Linked DNA regions of Mus musculus: region 1 is linked to region 2. A link is a contact called in public Hi-C data. All regions are on one chromosome and are shown on one strand. Each heading gives the region's core, a stretch centred on a gene start, on an enhancer-like site or on the middle of the called end of the contact. The rest is flanking DNA. Distances are from core to core; before and after follow the strand shown.

Region 1 (3,767 bases), core at 269-2,768, 420 kb before region 2:
TTACTACCTTCCACAGCACTTTAATTGTGGACTTTGGGATGCCAGGTTGGCTTGTGGGTGGCTTTTCAGATCACTGGGTGCCTTCTGATGCAGAGTGTTGGGCTTAAGTGCTCATCAGAATACCCACTTCCTGATGAATCAACTCCTGCTGCCCCTAGCAGCTCTCCCTGGCCTGCTTTGATTACAGATCCAATCAGCTACATTGCCTAGCAATTAAGCCACCTGGGGCTCCTGGGAAAGGCTGTGTTTGGAGCATGGAAGGCCAGGCTGCAGAGGCTAGAGGGTCCCAGGACACCATCTGGCCACCTCATGGGTACTATTTGGAGGTCTCTATATCTATGATGAGCACGAGGCTGCCTGCAGGCCAGGAGTGGCTTCTCAACACTGCCCCCCCCCCCACTTGCAAGGTGATAGCTGGGTAAATCAGGTCAGAACAGTCTGCAGACCTCACCAAGGGAGATATGATCAGCACTGATCCAGACACTTGAGGCCTTCTCTTAACCCCACCATAGCCCGGGCGAGAATGGGGCCTGGTGCTCGTTTCTCTGAGTCTCAGGTGGAATAGAAATGAGTCTGCTGGGCAAAGTGAACTTCTGAACCTGCCACTGTCCCTGCAAATACCTCCTTTCCTTCTAGGGCATTGAAAGGACCATGCTGGCTATGGCATCAAACTTCTCGGCACTTAAAAGTCAAGAACAATGCTAGTTCTTGACTCTGTACTCTGAGTGATATCCTACCTTGGGTTTACAGAGGAGCTCCTTGCATCTTAGGGAGGTGCAGTGGGCTGGCAACAGGTGATTCACAGCATAGGCGGGGCTTTCTTCCAGGATCCAAGATGCCCTGATTGAGCCATGCACTAGCCCCTTAAACTGGAAGTCACATGAACCCTGAGGCTTCTGAAGCCTCCTGGCTTGGTGTGCTTTGGAGAAGGGGAAGAGGAGGAGAGGAGAGCAGTTGCTGCTTCTGAGAACAAGGACAGTGGTATTTAGAGCAATCCCATACACTCACCTTGCAGGCATCTCTAAGCGACAGCTCTCTTCCAAAAGCCAGTACAGCCCAGAGAAACCGGGGCCTCTATTCAGGATTCTTTGTGCACCCAGCCTAGGGTGGCACCCATGGGTGACTGATAAAACATGGCATAAGCAAAGACACAGTGGGGCCACAGGCTCACATGCCCTCACCATGGTCCGCCTTGCTGGGAAGCAAAACACCTTCATGGCCTCCAATCATTTTGTGGAAAACGTCGGCGATCGATAGGCTCAGAACTTCAGAATCTGATTAGCAGAGACAAGCCGGTTGGCATTAGCATTAGCAGAGTGCTCAAGTTCCTGTTCAAACAGGGCTAAGCTTATCTTTCAGAAAATAGACTGTTTTCGAGGCCTAATAATGGGCATTAACGCCATTAATTTGCAGTAAGATTCAATTTCCTTGGTGTCCTTGCCCATGCGTGTATCCTGATGCAGAGATTGTGCCTTGGGTGTTTTCCACAGATGCATCAGCAGACACCTGCTGTACCAGTTGGACAGTGACACGTGGTAATAATGTTCTCCAGCCCAGCTAGGCCCCAAATAACTCTATTACTGAGAGGAGTGAACCCACTCCAAATGTCCTCCCCACAGGTTGAGAGCAGTGGGAAGAAGGCGGCAGGCAGCAGGCTCCCCCTAATCTGATTACTGGTTTCCAAAGGAGGGTAGTGAAGACAGTGTGCTGGCTGATAGGACTCAGCTCAGGATGGCGACTGTTTCTCTCCCCTCGGTGACAGTGCTCTCTCGGTTGTGCCAGCCTTCCTGCTCTCTGCATCTGCCTGCTTCCAGAGTCTCAGGTGTCCTTATCCTTCATCCTAGCTTCGGAGATGAAAGAGCTGAGAGCCAGAGCTTGTAGACGGCTCAAAGAAGGGGTCTGGGCACTCAGACTCCAGAATATCCAGCCCTAATCCCTGCCAGTCGTATGAGCAGCAGTGGCCGTGGATTCCAGCTCAGAGCTGAACAGAAGATCCAGCTTTCTGTGGCTGATGAGTCTGAAGTGAGGGACACTGAGGAAGTCCCCAAGGCACCGCCCTCCCTGTTGTAGAGTTGAGAAGTATGTCACCTGGGCATGCTGAGGCTGCATCCGACCACACATATGAAGACAGGTGTGCTGAGTCCACTGTGGTAACTAGTGGTAATTGAGTAGACGGGCAGTATGCCCGGCCTAGGCTGTGTCTCTGTCCCTATGATGTCACCCATGGCCCACAGCACCTCAAAGGCAACTCAGAGCTTGGGGCAGGCTTAGGGATCTAAGAGCAGAGTCCCTCCCCACTTCTTGTTCCATACAGCTTGGGCAGATGTGGGCCACACCTCTCACTAGACAGGGAGTCCAGACTCTTGTTTGGGTACCCTGTGAAGATGAAAGGGAAGGCTGCTGACTCCTTTGGAAGGGACCCATGAGTTTTTATCCAAAAAGATCCAGCCTGGTATTTCTGGGACCTCTTGCACACTTTGCAGATATGCAGATCAACCTGTGTGCTGATTTTCAGCTGTGTCTCTTCACTCTGCAATTCGTTTATGTCTTATGCATTCAGTGTTTCTCCAGACGAACTGAGTGCTTAGTGTTTGAGTCTTTATTTCTATTTCCCTGGGGTGCACATGTGTTGTCTGTCTATTCACCTGTGTGTGCACATGTAGAAATCAGAGATTGATATGCGTGCCCTCTATTGCTCTCTATCCTATTGTCTGAGACAGGTCTCTCAGCGAACCTTGAGCTCACCATTTCCACCATGCTGACCATGTAAGCTCAAGGATGCACCTGTCTCTAGCCCTTTAGAGCTGGAGTTACAGGCACGTCACATCCAGCTGTTATGTGGATGTTAGAGATCCGAACTCCGATCCTTACACTTGCATATCAAGTATGCGTTAGCTGCCACACCATCTCTTCAGCCTGTGTTTGGGTTTTTCAAAAACAAGATGCCCGGACCTGGTGTAACCTGTAGAATATCTGCATAGGGCCTCTAGCTGGACTCTGACCCCAGGAAGGAAAGATGGCTTGGGCGGTTAGTTTGACTTACGGGTTCTGCTGAGTTGATTTGTGTGTGCTGGGGCTTCTCCTGTAACTGTGACTTTGAAACTTCCCTCTTCCCCCTGGCCTGCCCCACCCCCACATCTCTTCTTCCATCCTGAAGAGTCGTCTTTACTTGGAGAGGAAAACAGGTTGTGAGTAGAGTCCTGGTCTGACACAACCCTCGGGCTCTTCAGGAGGGACTGACAACACACACAAGCAGTACCTGGGGAGCTCCATGACAGCCTTAGAGGAACTAGGCTCGCAGCCTGACTTGCTCATGGTCTAGCTGGATGCCTGGAGAGACTCCTTTCTAAGCCCTTCTTTGTCACCTGATGGTGGAGCTATGGTGACTTCATCCCTGCATAGCTGTGAGGAGGGGGGTAGGAGAAAAAAAGCACACCCAGGGCAGCATCTGACATAGAGCAGCCTTCCATCCTTCTGCTGTGACAGTGGCCATCAGCAGCCATTTGCAGTCCCCGTACCACGCTCCGACAGCATCACCCAGCTGGTCGCTGTGCCCATAGGACAGCAGGCTGTCCTGACTGGCCGTGCCAGGGGCACGAGCCCCAGGGCTGTGGCCTGGGGAAGGTCCTGCATGGAGCCCTCCACAGCAGCCCCACTGCTCTCTCTCTCCCCCCAGCAGCGTCTTCGCCCTGCCTGATCCTTAACAGTTTTGACAGGCCAGCCTATTTTTAGAAACCTGTTCCCACTCTTTCTCCCTGTGGGAAAAG
Region 2 (3,514 bases), core at 247-2,746:
AAGCAATCAAAAAGAACTTTTTGTGATTAAGATGCTAAAGTGAGGCTCTTCACAATTAATGACTCTGGTATGGGGTGTGTGGGGAAGGAAATGGTTTTCTTTAAGACTCTGGCCACTGGGAGTTTGATCAGGCCCCGTGAGTATCTGACAATATAAATTGGATTTCTTTTTTCCTTCTTTCTTGGGGGTGGAGGGTGTCACAGGGGTAGAGGGGCAACAGACTGGGATATGGATATGATGGGATGCATGATGAGAAATTCTCAATAATCTATAAAAATATTATAAAAAGAGAGAGTAGAGATTTGTGGATGTGCCTCAGCACAGCCTACACAGCAAAGCAGGTGATTGCTGTTAAAGTAAGAGTGAGCCAGAAAGCCCACTGAGTCGCGTTATTGCTTTCCAAGTGAAAATGAACCTAAGATTTAGAGAAAGGGAGCAACAAGTCCAATCTCAAGGTGAGACAGCAGGGTGAGGATTCGGTCTTCCAGCTCACTCCAGAGACAAAGTGCAGTATAGAGTCTCCTGCTAGGGTCTTCATTTTCTCTCCAGAAATATGTGCTCAGGGTCCCCAAGAAGCTAGCCCCTCTGTGTTTAGCATTCACAGTCACAGGAATCCCAGGGGAAATCTGACTCAACATTTTGATGCAGACAAGATCACACTTCTCCAAAGTCCCCTGCAATCTAAGCTGGGGAACCAGTAGAGAAGAGATCGTAGGTCTAGATCGAGCTGGTGAGAAGGGTCTGCCTTTTCACGCTTTATTATTATTATTATTATTATTATTATTATTTTAAGCATGACATTTTCAGTCAGCCTATGAGTTTTGACCAATTTCCTTTTTCTCATTGGACACCAGTTAGAGTTACTTTCTATCCTCAGTAATTCCAGCCTGACCCTGGTGTGAGACTTGCATATTCAGAGACTTGCAGGATACAGGAGGTGAATATCTGAAGCATATCATGAGTATATCAGCCAGACTTGTAATTTCCATGGACTGACTGTAGACTCAGCAAGCAGCAGGTGTCTAGGTTCTGCAGCAAGATCAGTCTTGACAACAGTGCTGGCTTCTCATTCAGGTTCAAAGCTTCCTTATTTGGAAGGCCACAAGACAGAAGTATGATTGGCACCAGTGTGAATGTAGAAAAGATGGAAAGCCCAAGGCAGAGCACGCAGCAAGCCCACTGTCATGGTGGCTCTGGCTGACGTTGCTCTAGTGATTTCACTGTTCAACCTCAGAAGGATGTTTAAAGCTTGGTTATAAAAAAAATCTCAGGTGGACGCTGGGGTCATCTGTTTGATGGGTGGCTGAGTCACTCTGCTGAAGAGCACAGCGGAGGGCGGGTTCTGATGGACTATAAAACCTGTGAGTGGGAAGAGACGTGGGCTGGTTTTGTTTTTCTAAATTGCGCTGTTTCCACCAAGTTCTGTTTCCATGAATCCGAAGAGGCTTTTTCAGAGCCGGGCTTGGAGGCAGCTGCAGAACCAAGCAGCCATCTCTTTCTGGCCACACAGTGCCCTCTGGTGGCCGAGAGCCTGTGCATTGGCGGCTCCTGCATAGAGGGGATGCAGGCCAGCTTTCTAAGGCTCTCTGGGCTATTTTGCTTCTTAGTAGGGGAGCTCTGGGAGAAAAGAGCAAGGGCACAGAAAACACAGAGCAGGATAGAGCAGTGTTGCTGACTTGGGCGATTAGCTGCAGTTCCTTGCCTTTTCTCAGTTCCCTGTTAAAGTAGGTGAATGGCTGAAGTACCTCTAGAATTGTCTGATACATCTGCATTTTAAGCAACCGTTCTCTGCTACATGAATTTCCTAGAACTGAAAAAAAAGATTGTGGTTATTGTTCTTTTCATAGGTGTTAGCTAGCTGCTAAAAGTGGAAGCTCACAGATCTCTACCATCTCTGCTTTATTCCCTAGCTCAAAAGACCCAGAGCGGGGAAACAGCAAAGCAAGAAAATAATGATTTCAGTTGCTGCACTGACATTGAACGTTTAAAATTTTAAGACCTTTGAGTTGATGCACAGTAATTGTGCATATTATGGGGTATTGTGTGATGTTTTATACATGTGGGCAGAGTCTAATAAATCAGGGTAATTAGCATATCCGCCTCTAGCAGTTATCATTTCTTTGTGGAGAGAACATTAAACATTTTTTCTCGTTTGAGCTATTTTGTATTCCTCTAAACTAGTCATGCAGCGTTCTCATTACTATTCCAGGCTTGCTCTGTGGAGAGCCACGGAGTTAATAGTTCCAATAACCACACCCAATCCACAGGGCACATCAAGGACTGAATCACATAAGCAGAGTCCTCAGGGGAAAACAGGAAACTGTTGAGGTCCCGTTTACCTCAAAAGGATAGCTAGGAAAGGATACTGAGGGCGACAGTCTGATGGTACTGTACAATGCCAAGTTATTTTAAGCAAATAATGCACACAAGCATCTAGAAGTAATAAAACCACAGGCAGAAATTATTAAGGAGTTTTCAAAGAACACAAGAGATGAAAGTAGGGTAGTGGTTAGTAGACCTACCAGCCAGATGGACAATTAAGCAGCTATTTAAAATTAGAATAGGAGGCATGATGGTGGAGACAGGCAATTGTAAGACAAACCCATGGGCAGAGTGCAAAGTGGCAGGCACTCATACCTAAAGAGGATGCGCACATCACCGACAGTACCAATTTATAAAGATGACATTGAATTAGGACTGTCCTGTCTTATGCTGACACAAAAATGAAGATTTCTTTTATAAAGATCTCTACACAGTTTAAGGTTTATCTTTCTCTGTATTAAAATGCAAAGGCTCAAGCTTATTCCCGGCTGTGCAATATGAAATCAAGGTGAGGCATAGCTTCAGAAGGCCTATTTTGAGGGGCAGTTGTTTGTGCTCAGGCCTGAACTGGTGACAGAGCTCCTGAAGATTAATAGTTAGGGAAGTTTTAGCAGTCACTGGAGATGAAGTATCCAGGGTATTAGGGGGGGTTGTGCCTGCTAAGTACATAGACTTGCTGTATCCATCTTGCTGTTGGCCCAACTAACCCTTTTGAACAGCGTCCCAACAGCACCCACCCAAAAAGCGCCCCATGAGGATTATGTAGGCTAAAGGTTTAGAAAAAAAAATTGGGAAAGTTCATAGAGCCAGCTGCTTAATATCACTCCCATCATGGTAGTTGCTTTCATGCAAGAGGCTACAAGATGTCCCACAAAATTTGAATTTTAGAATAGGAGTTCTCTGTGGCTCCCTGGGAAGATGAGAGGCAAACATGGAACTGGAGAACAGAGATTTAAAAGAAAAAAAAAGCAACAAATTCTCCACCCATATTTGAGGGTGGGTGCTGGTTTTACCAACAAACCAGGGTTGTTGTTTTTTTCCCTCCAGCATCTCTACCCTAGGCACATGACAGTAAATATGACATTACACAGTCTTTATATTTTCATTTCACACCCATGACACTGAAAAGAAGAATCCAGCAAGCAAATGAACATAGCCTTCTGAGTCCGCCGACTGGGCAACAAACAGTACC

What was found. Hi-C and Micro-C count contacts between places; a contact is called where the count stands out from the background.
Region 1: a contact with region 2 is called in a Hi-C map of the N1E-115 cell line, with 1.9 times the contacts expected there. The contact joins two enhancer-like sites. A contact is called at or near these places in 2 of 484 Hi-C or Micro-C datasets (B cells and the N1E-115 cell line).

Annotation. Positions count from the first base shown.
Region 1 is chr15:72,626,127-72,629,893 of GRCm38.p6, reverse strand. The region is part of intron 20 of Trappc9 (trafficking protein particle complex 9); the gene reads left to right. Among named protein-coding and RNA genes, the nearest start is that of Kcnk9, 80 kb to the right of the region's middle. Within about 2 kb of position 1,518, at least 9 of the 459 cell types and tissues checked have an H3K27ac peak or open chromatin away from gene starts, as enhancers often do. A contact at or near this core is called in the N1E-115 cell line, where this site is marked.
Region 2 is chr15:72,204,148-72,207,661 of GRCm38.p6, reverse strand. No RefSeq gene overlaps it. Among named protein-coding and RNA genes, the nearest start is that of Gm23217, 50 kb to the left of the region's middle. Within about 2 kb of position 1,496, at least 21 of the 459 cell types and tissues checked have an H3K27ac peak or open chromatin away from gene starts, as enhancers often do. A contact at or near this core is called in the N1E-115 cell line, where this site is marked.